3 separate regions of the Sus scrofa genome follow, and all the other regions are linked to region 2. The links are chromatin contacts, called in public HiChIP or PLAC-seq maps. All regions are on one chromosome and are shown on one strand. The core of a region is the stretch at or near the end of the contact, and the rest is flanking DNA. Distances in the headings are between cores, read along the strand shown.

What was found. HiChIP or PLAC-seq counts read pairs in DNA pulled down with a chosen protein or histone mark.
Region 1: a contact with region 2 is called in an H3K27ac HiChIP or PLAC-seq map of alveolar macrophages, with 12 times the contacts expected there. The contact joins two enhancer-like sites. A contact is called at or near these places in 11 of 47 Hi-C or Micro-C datasets (alveolar macrophages, embryonic fibroblasts, epiblast stem cells and 7 more) and 2 of 2 datasets of contacts at active chromatin or transcription factors (alveolar macrophages and skeletal muscle).
Region 3: an H3K27ac HiChIP or PLAC-seq map of alveolar macrophages shows a contact between it and region 2. The contact joins two enhancer-like sites. A contact is called at or near these places in 2 of 47 Hi-C or Micro-C datasets (retroperitoneal adipose tissue and subcutaneous adipose tissue) and 2 of 2 datasets of contacts at active chromatin or transcription factors (alveolar macrophages and skeletal muscle).

The regions. Positions count from the first base shown.
Region 1 is chr3:96,848,510-96,852,770 of Sscrofa11.1, forward strand. No RefSeq gene overlaps it. Among named protein-coding and RNA genes, the nearest start is that of PLEKHH2, 17 kb to the left of the region's middle. Within about 2 kb of position 1,667, at least 6 of the 83 cell types and tissues checked have an H3K27ac peak or open chromatin away from gene starts, as enhancers often do. A contact at or near this core is called in alveolar macrophages, where this site is marked.
Region 2 is chr3:97,540,645-97,545,240 of Sscrofa11.1, forward strand. The region is part of intron 2 of LOC106509843 (a long non-coding RNA gene); the gene reads right to left. Among named protein-coding and RNA genes, the nearest start is that of TRNAI-UAU, 25 kb to the right of the region's middle. Within about 2 kb of position 2,452, at least 14 of the 83 cell types and tissues checked have an H3K27ac peak or open chromatin away from gene starts, as enhancers often do. A contact at or near this core is called in alveolar macrophages, where this site is marked.
Region 3 is chr3:96,991,019-96,995,136 of Sscrofa11.1, forward strand. The region is part of intron 28 of THADA (thyroid adenoma-associated protein); the gene reads left to right. Among named protein-coding and RNA genes, the nearest start is that of THADA, 120 kb to the left of the region's middle. Within about 2 kb of position 1,768, at least 8 of the 83 cell types and tissues checked have an H3K27ac peak or open chromatin away from gene starts, as enhancers often do. A contact at or near this core is called in alveolar macrophages, where this site is marked.

The sequences.
Region 1 (4,261 bases), core at 417-2,916, 690 kb before region 2:
ACCCCCGGCCCCAGGGAATTTCCATGTGCTATGGGTGCCACAAAAACAAATTAAATAAAACGATTTAAAAAACCCAACAATAAAAAGAGAGTTTATCTTCTCAGGCAAATTATAGTTAAGTAAAAACAAATACTTTGTATGATTGGGTACTTTTCAAGTTTAAGAAAACAACAACATGCTCATGTACAAGCACCAAGATGGTATAATAACCACCTATCAAAATGTGTTTTCTGGGATTCTATATATTTTAGAGATTAAGCCCTTGTCAGTTGCATCATTTGAAACTATTTCCTCCCATTCTGTAAGTTGTCTTTTTGTCTTCTTTTTGGTTTCCTTGGGATTCTAGATGCATAATTCCTATACCCCTGTTTGTTCATACAAAGTCTGAATAAACACTAGCAGTATTAATACAAATACATGGTAATCTTTAGAGGCCTACTGCTCATTTCAGCATTTCACTGAGTAGCCAAAATATAGTCACCTTGTTTGGAAGTGTGACAGCAATAGTAAAATGTGTAAAAACTTCATTTGATTTTGTTTTAAGGTTTTTGTTAACCTTAATGGTTGCTGTGCTATATACACTCTTCTACAGATAGAAAATTTCTCATTTTTTAGCTAGTCATCTAATCTCTATAAAATATTGTTCTATTTCACCTCCCATGTCACTGCGACACTAACACAGCCACTTCCTTCATTTGATTGAAAAAAGAGAACCCTGTCATTACTTAACTCCTATCAGGGAACGCTCCACATCACTTATGGGCCTTATAGAGACTCTCTTAAATGTCCTTGATTTAATTTTGTAATGGCCCATACTAAAAAAGAAAAACTGAAAATTGCCAAGTAGGCTGGGCTATCACAGATTTGAATTTACCCTTGAAAGGTAAGCTTCTCAGAAATCAACTCAGTTCAGATGGCCATATTAATCGGTCTCGCCCAGTGCCAGCTAACAAAGGATAAACTATTTGTCCTGATAGTAGGTATTCTTTGGGTTAGTCTATAATTTCAAAACTCTTTAGAAAAAAAGAAATTTCCTGACCATTACAAAAATCCTTGTAACATGGACTGTGAAATAAAGAACTTGAGATATTTTGCTAGTACGTAGAGAGATAACCACAATAAAAGTGAGAGTTTAACAAAAATCACACATGACATTATCCAAAATAGCTGAGAGAAATTAACCAAGATGTAGAAGAAACATTAAGGAGGTTATTTTACGTATTGCTGATGATCGTTCTAATGCGTATCTTATTTGCCAAATATTTGTAGCTCATTTCCACATTTCCTTTGGGACTTTTCTAAGATATAACCTTATGAATGAAGTCTTCCCTGACCATCCTATATGAAATAAGAAACTTCTTCTTCCCCATCCTGCTTTATATTTATAGCAGTTTGTCTACTGTCTGTCTTTCTCCACTAGAATATAAGCTCCACGAGATTCTTTGTTCTGTTCATTCTTGGGATTTCCAGTGCCTAGAGATGTCTAGCACATAATGTGCACAAATAGGTGTTGATACAATAAATGAATATGTCTTCCTAAGTCCATTGCACTTAGCAGCATTGATTTATTCATCAAAGAGGACCTTGTATCTTCCAGGCAGCGTGTTGAGATCTGATGATGAACAGTGACCAACTTCTGCTTTCAAGAAGGTTATGGTTCACTCAGAGGGAAGCTGATAAGCAGACTGGCATTTAGAGCACAGTGTAATAAATGCTGGGACAGGGGAAGTACTCTGTGCTGAGGAACTGTACGGCAGACTTACCTAATCCGGTCTGGAGGGCATCAAGGAAGAATTCTTCATGAAAGTGATGTCCTAACAAAGACAATGAGGACAAGAAGTTAATCCTGTTAAAAAATTGGGAGAGTCAAAAGTGTTTCATGGGGAGTTCCTGTCATGGCTCAGCGGAAAGGAATCTGACTGACTACGGAAGGTTCGATCCCTGGCCTTGCTCAGTGGGTTAAGGATCTGGTGTTGCCGTGAGCTGTGGTATAGATTGCAGACGTGGCTCGGTTCTGGCGTTGCTGTGGTTGTGGTGTAGGCCAGCAGCTGCAGCTCTGATTTAGACCCCTAGTGTGGGAACCTCCATGTGCCTCGGGTATGGCTCTTTGTTTCATGCAAAGAGATAGGTCAGTGGAAAGGCTGAATGGTGAGAGAAGCTGTTGCCAGATTAAAGACTTAAATCTCCCCAGAGGCGCTGATTTGTTTCATGTGTTCAAGTCCTGCACTGTGTTGTTCTCTGTGCTGGGAAAGGCTGGAATGCCTCCCTGTTTATAGCTTAATCACCTCTACATCCTGGAAAACCTCTTGTTATGTGGCTTCTCCCACTTCACAAAAGCAGAAGTAATCACTTGCTTCTTTGTCCCATCACTATAATCAGTGTTTCCTCTGTTCTAGCCCTTACTAATTTTTTTCAACACTATATTACACACTTTGTATCCTTAGGCACTAGGAACTCCAAGGGGCTAGTATAGCACAGGCACTCATTAAATGTTTGTTGAATGAATAAATGATTAATTGGTACTGATTCTGAATATAATTTCCTGTTTCTGTTACTTAGGGAAGAGAACAACTAGAAAAATCCTAGGATTCTTCCATATCAAGAAAAGAATGGGAGTTCCCATCATGGCTTAGTGGTTTATGAACCCAGCTAGCATCCATGAGGATGTGGATTCGATCCCTGGTCTTGCTCAGTGGGTTAAGGATCTGGTGTTGCCATGAGCTGTGGTGTAAGTTGCAGACTCAGTTCAGATCCCACGTTGCTGTGGCTGTGGTGTAGACTGGTGGCTACAGCTCCGATTGGACCCCCTAGCCTGGGAACCTCCATATGCCTCTAGAGCAGCCCTAAAAAAAAAAGAGAGAGAGAGAGAGAGAGAGAGAAAAGAATGACTGCAGAGTAAAAAATCATATAGAGACAGATTCTCTATCTATCCATCCATCTATCCATCTGTCTATCTAACTATTCATCTATCTGCATTCTAGGTCCTGCTTGGAATAAAGGAGGTGAAGAATCACAAATGTGTCCTATTCCGTATACTTGTTAATATTTGTCCCCCATTAGTTCTGTGAAAGCAGAAGCTAAGGCAGGGCTTGGTATGCATCATATCTATTGGGACCAACTTCGGGTTGGAAAGGAATGATGTAGGTTTGGAACAAGAAATGCCCATGGGGAGGCCTAGAGCACATACAACCCAAGTCAGAGCTGTCCCACAATGACCACAAATATACTAAGAGTGCCATCGGTTGGTCAGTACTCAGATGGAAGGGTGTGTGTGCTGGGGTGTGGCAATAGTTTAGGGAAACCCTGATGGGAGTGACAGCTGGAAGCTCTTTGGTCACCATATTCCATGCAACCTGGGCAGCAAGTCCTTCCTAGAACTAGGACTCCACATCCCCTGCAACCTTATTCCATGAATATACAGTCACAATTTCAAATGAGGTAGGTTATATTCAAATTTCCCTAACAACAATGTGTGTATTTTAAAAGACGTGGAAAATATCAAATATCAGTATATCAGAAACATTACAAACACATTTTTCTCAGAGATGTTATTGGAATTTGAAGCACTGCCATGTAGCTTCCTTCAGGTTTGATGGTAATACTTCTAAGTCAGAATTTTGGTTTACTTTGTCCCAAAAGACATCTAACACATTTCAAGATGGACTGCAGATCACTCCCCGCTTTGAGGTGCCGTAAATTTCATTTTTCCATCCCTTTTCCATGATATCAGGAGCCAACTATCCAAATTTCACTTAAACTAACTCATATGGTAAGTAGCTCTGTACTTTGAAGTTTAGTGTTAATCTTTTGTATTATAAAATTATCCTTCAAACTTACTTAAAGAAAGCCAACTGATTTCTTGAAATGTTTTCAATATAATAGATATTATTGAAGAATTTTAACATCATAAAATTACCTTTTAGTGGAAAAAAAACCTCTCATTTTTCCTCTGAATCTGAGCATTTTTCCCTTGTGTTGTTTTTCTTTTACCTCACCATATCATTCTAGACCATTCTATTCTACTGTTGCTCTTTCTGATTGCATTTCTTTCAGTTCTCACCAATGCTTCCTGTTTTTCTTCCCCAGCTGCTGTCTTTCAGAGCTCAAATGGATGTTGCTATCAATAGGGTCCAGATGTCACCAATAACATATTAAGGGTTAACTCTACATTTAAAAAGCATTCGACTCTTGTAGACATTTGGAGAACTGTCTGCCAGACTCTTAAACCTCAGGACTCTTGAAACTCAGCTGGGACCTGTGT
Region 2 (4,596 bases), core at 1,202-3,701:
GCTCAGTGGGTTAGGGATCTGGCATTGCTGTGAGCTCTAGTGTAGGTCGAAGATACAGCTCAGATCCCACATTGCTGTGGCTGTGGTGTAGGCCAGTGGCTACAGCTCCAATTCACCCCTAGCCTGGGAACCTCCTTATGCCATGGGTGCAGCCCTAAAAAGACAAAAAAGAAAAGAAAGAAAAAAAAAAATTCAGCTTACCTAAATAGTTTATTAAAATGTTTGCATATATAGATAAAATGTAATACTTATACTCTTCATTATACTTGCCTTTTAATTTTAATAGAATAATTTTTTTTTTATTTTATAGCTGCACCCATGGCATATGGGAGTTCCCAGGCCAGGGACTGAAATTGAGCCACAGCTGCAACTGTGGCAACACCAGATCTTTTATTTACTTATTTATTTTTTTTTCTTTTAGGCCACACCATGGCATATGAGGCCAGGCTAGGGTCAAATCCTGCAGCCACCAGCCTACACCAGCTCACAGCACCGGATCGTAACCACTGAGCAGTAGGACCGACCGCCCTCATGGTTCCAGTCGGATTCTTACCACTGCCCACGACGGTCCACCAGATCTTACCACTAGCGGCAGGATCACTCAGTCCACAGCATGAGTGCGCAGTGATCTCCCTGAAAGAGAATAAATCTGAATATTAAAAAAAGTTAAAAACTTACACAAAAAGGAATCTGAAGCTCTGATCTTTTATAACTGGTTTGCATTTTTATTAAAATACATATAATTTTTTAACAGTTGCAGTTATCTATTGCTGTACAAAAACATCCTCAAACTTGGTGGCTTAAAATACATTATGTTTAAGAATTCCCTGGTGGCTCAGCGGGTTGAGGACCAGCACTGTCGCTGCTATGGCATAGGTTCTATCCCTGGCCCAGAACTTGCACATGCCAGGGGCACAGCCAGATAAATAAATAATGTTTCTCACAGTTCTGTGGATTGACTGGCTCAGTGGTCACTTGGAGAGGGGACGTCTCTTGTGTGCTTGCAGTCAGATGGTGATAAGGTCTAGTGTCAAATGCAAGTTCAGCTGGATGGTATATTCAAGATGGCAGCGTGTGCCTTCTCATATCCAGTACTTGGCTGCGGCGACTGGAACAGGTGGAGTCTGGCTGACTACACGGCTTTCTCCTGCCACCTGTCCACAGGGCTAGCTTGGCCTCCTCAGAGCACAGCAGTCTCAGAGGCATCAGACTTCTTACACGATGGCTGGCTTATCCCAGAAGGAGCATTCTAAAAGACCCAGGCCAAAGCTGAAAGGCTTCCTGGGACCTGTCCTCAGAAATCACACAGCATCGCTGTTGCTGCTTTCTATTGGCCAAAAGTGAGTCATAGGGACAGTCCAGAAAAAGACAGAGACCATAGGAGGTCATGAATACCAGAAGATGAGGTTCACTGGGGACTAGCTTTGAAGACTGTCCCCATTAGTCTCTGGCCCCTAATGAATCACATCCCTCACATGATCAAAAGACACTCACTGTCTGAGACGCCCCACCCGAAGTCTGATCCGTGAATGAGATTCACAGGCTTAGGCTCCAAACCCAGGACCTCAACATCCAGTTCAGGTGACTGCAGAGGAGGCCCCTCAGGTGTGGGTGCTTAGGGAGGCTGTCTCTCAATGTGAGGGCCCGTGAACTAAAGAGACAAGTTATCTTCCTCCCCAGACCTATCACACGGCAAGGGAATAGGCACAGGACAACTGCTACCTACACTCTCATTCAAAAAGGGGGAGAAAGCTGTGTGGAGCAATTCTGAAATCAAGCCAGGTCCTGCTTTGTGAGAGTGGTTCTCCAGAGAGCTCTGAGCTCCATGTTCTGAGGTATCCCTCCTTTTCCAGAAGAAATGGGCAGTGTTTGCAGCCAGACTGACTTCTCAGCCTGCTTCCTGCCCATAAAAAAGGTCTCTTCATTTGGAATTGTCTTTGACCCTTTCAATCCAAGCTGAAAAAATTCTCTTAAAAGATTTGGGGGTTTCTTAGATATCTAACTATAACCTACTCCCTTAGACAAAAGGCATAACACCCCCATTTATTTCCCAAAAGGCCCTTCTCACCTTAAGCCTCATATTCTCCAACAGAGAGGACCTAAGAAGCATGCCTTTAACATTCTTAGCAGCCCTGTTGTCTCTCCAAAACGGGGAGGGCATGCCCTTAAATATTTCTAAAGGGTCTTACAGACACACCCACGACTATGCTAGAGACCACGTTTTGCTGGCAGCATCCTGGACCTTATCTTTGCCCTGAGACCACTTCTTACTTTTCCAGACTTTTTTGATTAGAAGAGTAGACCAGGGCTCCTTAGCTTTCCTACATTCTGCTCCGAAGCTTCTTTAGGTCATTTCTGTCTTTTCCTGCTTTATCAGAGTCAGCTGGAAGAAGCCAAGGAGCACTTTCGACATTCTGCTGGGAACGGCTTCCTTCAGATCATGGGTTTATTAGGCTGCCTTGCTACTTCCCCATGACGATAGGGAGAATCCTTCTGAGTGACCATCTCAGGTCCCTCTTCTCCAGCCTTCAATAACAGTTTCCTTACTGTTCCAAGCCTTTAGGAACTCCTCAAGGCTCCCCAGCTTCTGCCCTCCAGCTCTCCCCAAGCAAACCACAGGCTTTAGGGCTTTTGTGACATCACTCCTTTATAGCACTGAGGTACCTAGCCTCCAAGGAAGGCCCAATGAACAAGACCTCCTGGAATGTATGCCCTGTGTGGTCCTCCCCACACTGAATCTTGCCTGACCTGTGACTCATGCTAACACATGGCACGCACTGGACATACATTGCACAAGCTTTGGATGTAGCCTTTAAGAGGACTGGAAGTTTCTGCTTCCTTTTTTTTTTTCTCTTTTTTTTTTTTTTGTCTTTTGTCTTTTTAGGGCCGCTCCTGTGTCACCTGGAGGTTCCCAGGTTAGGGGTCTAATCAGGGCTGTTGTTGCCGGCCTATGCCACAGCCATAGCAATGCCAGATCCAAGCTGCGTCTGGGACCTACACCAGAGCTCATGGCAAGGCCAGATCCTTAAGCCACTGAGTGAGGCCAGGGATCAAACCCACAACTTCGGAGTTCCCGTCGTGGCGCAGTGGTTAACGAATCCGACTAGGAACCATGAGGTTGCGGGTTCGGTCCCTGCCCTTGCTCAGTGGGTTAACGATCCGGCGTTGCCGTGAGCTGTGGTGTAGGTTGCAGACGCGGACAACTTCATGGTTCCTAGTCTGATTCGTTTCCCCTGCGCCATGATGGGAATCCCATCTCTTCTTCTTTTTTGAAATACTCCCTCCAGGAGTCCTGAGCTTCCATCTGGGAAGTCCAGTTACCCTACTGGAGAAAACCAAGTGGAGAGAGAGGCCCAGAGATGATATGGAAAGAAGCAAAGGACCAGCTGTCCCAGTATCTCAGTTGAGCCTCTTGACGAGTCTAGCCCCAAGGCTGTGCACCAAGGCACAAGCACAGGAGAATTCCTAAGCAAAGCAGCAGAAAAGATGTTTAGCTGAGCCCAGTCAACCCACAGAACCATAAAAGATGGCCTATTTTAAATCACCAAGCTTTGGAGTGTTTTGTTAGGCAGCCACAGGTAACTGAAACCACTCTGAATACAAGTGCATCTCATTTTTAATCCTTTAGATCATTACTGTCTCTGGAACACAAATTGAGTTCTCTATTATTAAAGCTGAAATTAAGTCCAGAAAATAAATTTTAAAGATAATATATATTAATTTATGAATCATAAATGTCTCTATAATATAAATATTTTTATATTATTATTCATTCAAACGTCACTGGCCCATCAACAGAATCCCTGATGTGCTGAATACTTCAATTCCATTTTTTTCAATATTGTGCAAACATTCAATCATATAAAAAATCATAACTGTAATATATTTGTTTCCGGTTTTATCATTTTGAAAGGTAAACTTCTCAAGGTTGAAGGACAGAACATATTTTAATTAACAGTTTGTTAGTCTGACTTACTAATATGTGGGCCTATGGTCTGTGGGTCCCCATTTCACTCCTCCCCAGGAATGGATATCACGGAATAGGTGCCTGATCAAGGTGAGAGCCGGAAGCCCTGCAGCAGCCAGAAGAGTCCGGGCATTTTCAGGGCCAGGAGGAACCCCTGAGCAACCATAGCAACAAAGACCAGAGGGGAGCATCGGGTGGGAGAGGATGCTGAGAGGACCGCCTGCCCCATCACTGCTCCACTGGCCAAATCTGACAGGCATGGCCTGGCCTAGGACCAGGTGTGGGACACCACAGAGCTAAGCCTCTCCCCAGAGTCATCCTAAAACCTGACCTGCGCTGGAGGCATCACATCCTCCAGAGGCCCCAGGTCTGGGCCTAGTGCTAGGCTAAGAGGGGTCTGCAGTCAAACCGAGTCAGAGCTCATCACTGATGAGTACCTGAGGTCTGTTATTTCCGCAGTCACCCATTTCTACAGTTTCAAACAAGCTTCCTTTCCCCCATAGTTTTCTTCTAAGGATTATTTCTGGGAAGCCCTAATCTTTCCTTTGCAAAATGGAGGTGAAAAGGATTTGTCCTTATGTAGACAAAAGTGCAGAGTGGGGAGAAGACAAAGGGTGATGGGTTGAAGT
Region 3 (4,118 bases), core at 518-3,017, 550 kb before region 2:
GACTTTTACCTTTGACCTTTTTTTCATTTGCTCCTTCCCTAGGAAATGTTTACCACATGTCTCTATCCAAATAAGCAGCTCTCTGGGGAAGAGTTACCTTTGCATTTTGAACTGAAAATGCTCTTTTAATGTTTAGGACAGATTTCAGAAAGGGATGGCTTTTTGTTGTTGTGACTTTTATGATTTTGATTTGGAAGATGATTGAAAGGTACAAACATCTAGTTATGAGATAAATACTAGGGACACAATGTACAACATGATAAATATAATTAATACTGCTTTATGTTATAAATGAAAGTGGTTAAGAGAATAAATCCCTCAAATCTCACTTCTAGGGACCTGAAAGTCAAATTCATCTTTGCTTTATCCCCCATAGTGCCAAGCACGGCACCTCTGCTAGCATAAGGGTGCAATACAGGAAAGAATGGCAGAAATTAAGAGAAACCCAAGTCCTTTGGTCATGTTTCCAAAATGATCTGTTGATCATTTGGTCTCGTTCATCTTTCAATTAAATGATGCCCTAATAATTCCTGTGCATTATATTTCATGCTGCTTTTCTCTAGGAATTTGAATGTTTGAATATATTAGAGAGATTGTTAACTTCTATTTAAGACTGCCGTTGTAAGAAGTGTAGAAAAGGGGGATTCTTAGTTGGAGATGCGTCTTTGCGTGGTGGGTGGTGTAGCCCATTCTGGCTCAGAGTAAACGAACTTCCACTGCAGTGTCCATGAGACTGCAGGTTTCAAAAGTCCCTGCCTCACCGGATGGTTAAGGCATCGGGGATGCTGAGAGCTGTTGTTGTTAGGCTGTATACTTTTCATTCATTTTTTTTTTTTTTTTTGGTCTTTTTGCTATTTCTTGGGCCACTCCCGTGGCATATGGAGGTTCCCAGGCTAGGGGTCGAATCGGAGCTCTAGCCACCGGCCTACGCCAGAGCCACAGCAACTCAGGATCCCAGCCGCGTCTGCAACCTACACCACAGCTCACGGCAACGCCGGATCGTTAACCCACTGAGCAAGGGCAGGGACCGAACCCCGCAACCTCATGGTTCCTAGTCGGATTTGTTAACCACTGCGCCACGACGGGAACTCCTTCATTCATATTGATTTTACTGGAGCTTTTGGTCAGCAGCTTTCCCTGTTGCAACACTGGCATGAATCTTCAACTTTCTGTGGAAGAGTGCCTGAACATGCCCTAAGGTTTAGAAAGCAGGTATTTTATTAACCAGTTTTCTCCTTGCTTTCTTTGTTGCTCAGGAAACTCAAAATCCTGTGTCTTTAGGTATGATAGCTATTTATTTGGTTCCTTGTTTGTAGTTTTTTTTAATTGTTTTTTCCTTCCAGTTTCATTGAGCTATAACTGGCATACAGCACGGTATAAGTTTAAGGTATACAGCTTAATGATTTGATTTATATACATCATGAAATGTTTACCACAGTAAGTTTAGTGACTCCGTCATCTCATGTAGATACAAAATTAAAGAAACAGAAAAAATTTTTTTTCTTGTGATGAGAACGCTTTCAGATTTATTCTCTTAACCACTTTCATTTATAACATAAAGCAGTATTAATTATATTTATCATGTTGTACATTGTGTCCCTAGTATTTATCTCATAACTAGATGTTTGTACCTTTCAACCATCTTCCTCTAATTCTAACCACCTCCATCTCGGGAACCTCAAATCTGATCTCTTTTTCAATGAGTTTGTTTGTTTGCTTGTTTTTGAAGCACAACTGACCTATGACACTGTGTTAGTTCCTGTTACACAACATAGTGATGCAATATTTCTAAACAGTTCAAAATGATCATCATGATAACACACTGTCACCGTACAGGTTTTAAATGCTAACATCTCTACAATAATTAATGTGTAAAATGCACACACAAATACTGCATTTTCAGCATATGCAGCAGTCTTCCCCAGATAATTACTTGCCAGAGTAAAATCATTTCATAAACTTGAAAATAGATTAAAGCTTGGCTTGAAACTCTGGACTCCTTCTACACAGCTCATGGGGTCAAAGGTGGGACAGTCCTGGGGTCGCCTGGAGCCAGCGAGAGTGAGCGAGTACGGTCATGTTGCCTTTGTTGAGGCACAAACATCTAAAAGGTATGAAACCGCCCAAATTACATCTGAGCATCCTCAGGCCTTTGATTGCCTGAACTCTGTTGGAAGCTGAGTGGCCCAGGGCAGCTCAAGATCAGGCCAGAGAAGGAAGCCATGTCCCAGACCCCAGGGAAGAGACCGCCTCTCCAAATGATGTGCGGAGGGACCGTTTTGGAATCCATGGTACTGCTTGGCTGGCAGATTAGCAGAAGGAAAGTCCCCTCCAATATTTTCATTTTGCATTCGTCCAAGGCTCAAACCTATAATTAAATGTTCTGAACAAAGACCCTATTAATGCACACCATCCAGATTGATGACTAACAGCTCTTCCTTCCAGGTCCATAAGGAAATCTGTAACACTTAATGCAAAATAAAGACCCTAGTCAGGTTTTAGGGGGAGGGTGAAGTCAGGGAGTGAATGTAGTTAGGACTGAGTTTGCCTTTAAGAAGTCATTTTTTCAGTGCTGTGTAAAATGGACCGTTCAGTGTTTACCGTGTTTACTCAAGGATGTGTGATTTACGGAGTGATCTAAGATTTAGTGACAGTGATAGGGTTTTTTTAAACTTTAGGAACATAGTTGAGAAAAAGTCTCTTTTTAATTCTTTTTTTTTGTGGGCAGTGTAGACTTATATAAAAATGTTTAGGACAGACTTAAACACAGTCATGTTACTCACTGGCCAAAACTTCAAGTAGATTTCCAGGATTTGAGAAATCTGGTTGAAACTCATTAGCTTGCATTCAGGGCCTTCTGACGTCCAACCTGCTCCCTCCTCCAGGAGCATTTTGGTCCAGCTTCTTCCTTCGTCCCCAGGCAGGCCTTGCTCGTCTCTCTCTCCATGGTTTCCTGCCAGCCCCTTCTCCTCCACATACTTCCTCCTCCTTCAACCTCCCCCGCCTCTGGGAAAGGGGACCCTTAGCTGTCCTTCAAGCCCTGGAGCCACCAAGACTAATTTAAGACTGCTCTTTCTCTACATTTCCAAATCTGTCCACCTCCTGGTGCCTTCCATCCATGGAGCTAGGTTTCCCTGAGCATCCCTCTGCTTTGGCCTCCAGAGCAAGCTTGTGCCACTTTGTTAGCTCTTACCATGCCAGTCCTTCAATCATGCTTTAACTTCTGTCATATGTTTTAAGCTTGATGTTAAGTCCTTGAGGCTTAGAATTGAACCTTAATGTGCGCTGCCGGTGTCCTCCAGAGCACTTAGCATACTGCTCAGGACACGACTGTCCATTGCTTGATTGATTGGTGTATGTCTAGGCCCAGGATTGAGAATTAGCAGTCTATAAACACCGCAAGCTCTTTTTAGAACTGCTGGGTACCTTTGTACCAGGTTCATATTTTGGCTTGTCAGCTTGGTAGTAGAGATGTCAGGCCTAGATCTGTCCAGAAAAATCTGTTTTCCAAATCTCTCTCTCTCTTTTTTTTTTTTTTTTTTTTTTTTTTGGTCTTTTTAAGGTGGTACCTGCGGCACATGGAGGTTCCCAGGCTAGGGGTCGAATCGGAGCTGTAGCTGCCAGCCTACGCCACAGCCCCAGCAACTAGGGATCTGAGCCACGTCTGTGACCTGCACCACGGCTCATGGCAATGTTGGATCCTTAACCCACTGAGCAAGGCCAGGGACCAAACCTGTATCCTCATGGATGCTAGTCAGATTCGTTTCCACTGAACCATGACAGGCACTCGGTGTTTTCCACATCTTTACATGAACAGAATGGTGTTTCAGTCACACTCTGGAGCATTGTCAGCCAGGGACTGCCAACTCTTCCTTATGCTGACTAGCTGACTCAGGTGGACTGTTCCTCAGATCTCATTTCAGCTTTCTGGGGTACTTTTGTTCTTAATTAAAGGAAAGCTTATTTCTAAGACCATTCTTGAACCAAAGGCAAGTGAATATTCATTAAATGTTGACTTTCTTGACTTTAATTCACTTCAGTGGGTGACAGCTCAGGTGGGATTATGCCTTGACAGTGATCTGACAAGGCCCTTGTTCCTGGTAGTTATTGACTTTTCC